Regions from separate parts of the Cricetulus griseus genome. Here region 1 is linked to region 2. Evidence: chromatin contacts called from public Micro-C data. All regions are on one chromosome and are shown on one strand. The core of a region is the stretch at or near the end of the contact, and the rest is flanking DNA. Distances in the headings are between cores, read along the strand shown. Region 1 has its middle 19 kb from the start of Slc2a6. Region 2 holds the start of LOC100770865 (surfeit locus protein 1).

Region 1 (2,700 bases), core at 66-2,565, 130 kb after region 2:
CCAGTTCACAGGGCCCACTGAGATGTGTTACTCCCTGGGCTGAGCAGCATTGCTGTGCACCCAGGCGGGAGGGTCCAGTCTCTTCTGCACCTCTCTCTTGCTTCTTTCTTCTCTCTCTAGGTAACACTATGGCAAGGAAGAGCCTTGCCCATCAAGGCTCTCCGTACTGCCCCTTCCAGTCCAGGCTCTTGTCCCTCCTGTTTAGAAGTCTAAACAACATATCTACATTTAACCCTCCAGTCCCTAGGGGCTGGGCCACAGAATGGCTACATGGTGTGGCCTGCAGCTCAGTGGCACTCCAGCTTGAAAATCCATCCCAGCTGTACTTGGAATGTGGGGCTATGTAAAGGACACCCTATCTTCTGGATCTAGATGTAGAAAGCCCCACACACTTGTCTAGGTAACTGATACTCCAGAACTTGTAGGTTCTCAGATGCAGGCTAGCCCCATACCAAGTAGCCTTTTAGAAATGCAGGAGGCACTCTTTTGGGTAGCTAGGGTCCCCAACTCCAAGACCCAGTGCTCCATCTAGTCTGTATGAAGCACCACATGCTTCAGCTTGCTCAAACTGCAGCTCAGGACTGGCATCTGCAGACGCTCTCCGCCCGCCCCCCCCCCATTCCATCCGCAAAGCTGGCTGGCCTGGTGCAGACTTGATGACCTGGAACCAGTTCCTGGCCTCTGGGAAGCCCAGCTGCAGCTGACTTGGCCTTCCCCCCAGCGGGAGCTGAAACCCTTGACTCCTCCAGTCACTGGCCCTGGCCACGCAGCAGCCAAGCCTCTGGGAAGGATTCCTGGGGGGTGGTGGCAGCTGGCTGGCCACTGTACAGGGCACGCATCCCTGCAAGACAGGCCCCCTCCTGGGAACTCCTGTCTGCCCGTCTTGCTCTGGATGACCGGGTGGTCTGGGAGGGGACAGATGTGAAACAAGCGCTCATGGGAGATCACACTGCAGGGACACAGGGTGTTTTAGGGACCACGCTGGAACAGGACTCGGTGTGCACCAGGAAGCCTGTGGTGATCAGAGCAAAGGGCATGAGGCAGTCAGGGCTAAGGTCATTTTTCACTCATCTTGGGCACAACAACCAACTTCCTTGACTTTTAGAAGCCTCCGCTGTGGAATTGGGGTGGCAGTTCAACCCACCAGGATGGGTCATCTCAGAAGTTAGATGGTCCATTTCCTGCGGCGGATTGGGAACAGCAGTGACCAAAGAGACACACATCAGGGACAGCAGGCTGCTATAATGGTCTTTTGTTTATCGGTGTGCCTGTAGTGTTCTGCCACATGTGGGTGACTGAGCAAGTTTCTGAACTCACCCTGAATCATCACTGACTGTATTGCCTGTGAGCTGAAAGGGGGTAGACCTTGAGACCGGAATGACAGAGTAGGGGAAGCTGCCTGTCCTGTTTACTTTCTGTGGATTTGAAACAAAGCTAGAGATACCCGGGAAGGAGGACCTCAACTGAAGAGTTGCCCCCAGTAGATTGGCCTGTGGGCATGTCTGTGGGACATTTTCTTGATATCTAACATGCAGGAGGGCCCAGTCCAGTGTGGGCCTGGGCTGTTTAAGAAAGGTCACTGAGAGAGCCATGGGAAACAAGCCAGTAACAGTATTCTTCTGTGGTCTCTGCTTCAGTTCCCACCTCCAGGTTCCGGCCTTGGCTTCCTTTGATGATGGGCTGTAACCTGTAAGCCAAACAAACCTTTTTCTGCCCCAAGTTGCTTTTGGTCATAGTGTTTGACCCAGCAATAGGAACCAATGAGCATTCTGCCTCTAGGAGGGATCCAGGCTTGAGTGGGCCAGCAGAGAGCTGCAGAGAAGTTCTGGAGCAGGGATCAGAAGTGGAGAGTGCATGGGTGTTCTAGGTATCCTGGTGGCATGGGTGGGAGGGCAGCTTCCTCAAGGCCTGGTTCACAAGCAGAAGAAGGCTGGGCATTGTGGAACATGATTCGGGGACAGCTTGACCGCTTTCTTCAGTTCCCACAGCAAGACTTCTAGCTCCTTCCAAGCCCTCCCTAGCTATCCCCCAGCCACTCTGGGAGAATGCCAGCACCCTGACCCTGCCTCACAGTCAGCCCCAGTTTGGGAAGGCATCAGAGAAAAGCATGCACGTTCCTCTGGTTGAGATAGAACTGTCCTCCCACCACAGACTGGGGGACTGCTTTGTCAACCTGGGATAGGGCCAGGCAAGCCCGAGGACACGCCGTCCCTTGGCCTGGCTTACTGGAGAGGGGCCCATGAAGGGAATGGTGTCTGACCCTGTGTTCCAGGCAGCGCTGGAGCAGTGTACTTGGATGCAGCTGTGCCCAGCTGTTCCCTGAATGACAGTGGGAGAAGTCAATGTCTTCCTCAGCATCTCTGCTGACCAAGGGGTCCCCCACCACAGGTGCCAGGCCCTCTAGGGGACCAATGACTCCTGAGTAATTGGACAGAGGCCAAGGCCTTTTGGCTTTCAGAGTTTGGGGAATGGCACTGGGGGCTCAGAAGTTGTGTTCATAGTTCTGGTGATGGCACCTTTCTCTCAGGCTTACAAAAGTCTGCCATTCCCTGTCTCCACCCTCTAAGGTTACAGCAGAGAAAAAGCACCGTGACCTTCATCCTCCATGCTCACAGAGGAGTCTTCTGGCCAAAGCTTTTCCCTAAGTCTCGCTTGCAGCATCTATCTTCGAAGGCAAGAGGTAAAGTCTCCGGCTGCTCT
Region 2 (2,700 bases), core at 159-2,658:
TTAGGCTACAATGAGAAGAGGGGAAGGAAGGGCTATGGGCAAGTTACCAAGACCATCAGACAGAAAGGGTATAAGAAAGGCCCAGTGAGGATCATCAGTTTATAGGGGTGATCTCAACACCAGCCTTTGATGCCACCAAAACCCAGCTTTTCAAAGGAAGTGTTTCCACTTTACATAAATTAACAAAATGTGAGTCCAAACCACATATTACCTATCCCGTGGTTTGGACTCTCTTTAGAGGACACTTTTGTCACCTTCATATTGAGACCTATATTATCACCCACCGGTGCTACAAAGAACTATCACCACTATGGGGGATCCAGCAAGACCTGGAAAGGGAAATCTGGCATCAAATACACATCTTTCCTATATTGTTCCACGCTCTTTGGCAGCTTCATAAAGGCAATCAGCAGCCAGCCTAGTGGGAAATTTTGAGGATTCCTGCCCAAGGGCAGAGAAATTACTGAGAAGACAGAACCAAACAGAAGCCAGGGACCCACTGCTGCTACTAAATAGGATGGAATGGGTAGGCAGCCACACTCACTCTGCAGGCAGAGGGATGGGCTCAGCCATGACTCGAGACTCTAATTCTGCAATCAGTTTCAGCTTCCATTTCCGACGCTGGACCTACAGAAACAACGTGAGCTAAGCAAACAACAATGGGGCCCAAGGCCCAGCAACACCCAAATTAGAGGCCAGTCTTCACCTGCCAAGTCCCCAAGCCAAAAGCAGTAGCAGGGATGAGAAGCAGGAACCACTGGAGAAAAGAGCTGTCCTCTGCTTTAGTGGCGGCTGCTTCAGCTGTAGAACTGCTTGGCCTCCAGACCATCCCTGGAGAGAGTTTTACAATACTGGCATGGGGTCAGAAGCCCTAGAACTGTGTGGCCAACTCCTCGACAAGACTTAGGGTATGCCCGCAGAGGATGTAGGAAGGACAATTGTGCCCAATCCGCTCCCACTACAATACACCCAGTAGACCACAGCGGGCTGAATGAAGGCAGGTGTCCCAACCGCACCCAGGTCTGAGCCCTTCTCACCTGAGCGGAAAGAAAATCCAAGGACGCTCCCTCTGGCAACTCGGAGCGGGGCCTACAGGAACCCAACAGGGCACGGGGCTAAGTAAGCTCAGGGACGCCAAGCGCGAGCACCTGACGCTGTCCAACCCAGTCCCGCTCGACCCCAGGCAAATCTTTTTGGGCAAGGTCCTCCTCGACCCCATTCCATTCTCAGCTCGATTCTCCCGGCCCCTCTTGGGCAGGGTCCTCCCGGGTCCCGTGCTCACCAGCCCCGCGTAGGACGATTGGGGCCACCGCATCATCCGCTGCCGCAGCACAGCGAAAGCCATCACCGCGGCCATCTTTGAACACTTCCGGGACAGAGAAATCTGCTTCCGGGACGGCGCTCTGCCCCACGTGGGAGCAGCGGCGTCTGATGGGTGTTTCACATCATGGACGAACCATCTCCTGATGTGCGAGCTTTCCTGCGCCAGCACCCCAGCCTGAGGCTTCTGCCCAACACTCACAAGGTCCGGGGAGGAGTAGGGACTAGAAAGAACGGAACTCGGGAGGAGTGAGACCCGGAAGGACCGTTTCGGGGAGGAGTGGGACCCGGGAGTAGAAAGCAGTGGGACCCGGAGGACAGTGCAGGGGAGGGGCGGGGCTGGCAAGAACCACCTGCTGACAGGGCTCCATCTACAGGTGCGCTGCTCCCTAACTGGCCATGAGCTACCCTGCCGTCTGCCAGAGCTTCAGGTCTACACCCGCGGCAAGAAGTACCAGCGGCTGTCCAGAGCCTCCTCGGCCTTCGATTACACAGCGTTCGAGCCACACATCGTGCCCAGCACAAAGAATCCGTACGTAGGTGGCCGGCCAGCACCAGGGTGCAGAGCCTGTGCCCCGGTTCTGAGCATATAATGGTCTTCCACTGCCACTTGCCCTTGCATATAGTCACCCGAGGCCACAGTGCCGCTTTCACCGTTTGGTATTCCTATGGTTGTGTGGTTGATATATCCTCACATGGAACTCCCTGAGCCGGTTCCCCATACACGAACACTGGAGCAGTGTGAAACTGCAGTTTCTTTTTCTTGGGTGGGTGACAATCTGGGTCCTTATCCCATACGCTAATTGTGAAGCTGTTTTTGAAAGTAAGCCTTTGTAGCTTGGTTGGCCTGGAATTTGCTGTGTAAACCAGGCTGACCTCAACTCAGAGATCAACCTGCCTCTCTGCCTCCTGGATACTGGGATTATAAGCAGGCTACTATGCCCTGTGGTTGGGGAGTTTTTCAAAGTGCAGACACCTGAGACTAAATGCAGAGCATCCCCCGCAGAAAGGCAGGTGTTTGCAGCTTGCAGTCATGATGGAGCCCATAGGTCTGGTCCTTTGTATACACTGCCTCTCCGTATCATCTGTTTGCCCTGTAGGCACCAACTGTTCTGCAAACTCACCCTGAGGCACATCAACAAGTTTCCAGAGCATGTGCTGAGGCACACCCAAGGCCGGAGGTATCAGAGAGCACTTCATCAATGTAAGTCACCACCAGAGGCTCAGGCTTTAGGATGTATGTCCCCTGTCCCCAAAAGCCAGAAAGATGCCTTGATCGTCCTTCATTGTCCATTGTTGGTATACTTGGTTGGTTTTGCACATGAGGAGAGGGCCAGTGGCTCCTGACCTCACCACTGTAAAGCCACAAGTGGGCTGGGA

What was found. A called contact is a pair of places that touch in the nucleus more often than the background predicts.
Region 1: a contact with region 2 is called in a Micro-C map of the CHO-K1 cell line, with 2.4 times the contacts expected there. The contact joins the enhancer-like site here to the promoter of LOC100770865 in region 2. A contact is called at or near these places in 6 of 8 Hi-C or Micro-C datasets (the CHK-Q cell line, the CHL-YN cell line, the CHO-K1 cell line and 2 more).

Annotation. Positions count from the first base shown.
Region 1 is chr6:138,725,001-138,727,700 of CriGri-PICRH-1.0, forward strand. No RefSeq gene overlaps it. Among named protein-coding and RNA genes, the nearest start is that of Slc2a6, 19 kb to the left of the region's middle. Within about 2 kb of position 1,316, at least 2 of the 6 cell types and tissues checked have open chromatin away from gene starts, as enhancers often do. A contact at or near this core is called in the CHO-K1 cell line, where this site is marked.
Region 2 is chr6:138,597,389-138,600,088 of CriGri-PICRH-1.0, forward strand. It overlaps LOC100770865 (surfeit locus protein 1), which reads right to left and starts at 1,409. Exons shown (of 9, transcript XM_027422992.2): 1 at 1,283-1,409; 2 at 1,038-1,089; 3 at 707-831; 4 at 545-627; 5 at 1-5. The coding sequence starts at 1,357. It overlaps Surf2 (surfeit locus protein 2), which reads left to right and starts at 1,394. Exons shown (of 6, transcript XM_027422997.2): 1 at 1,394-1,525; 2 at 1,698-1,852; 3 at 2,421-2,524. The coding sequence starts at 1,448.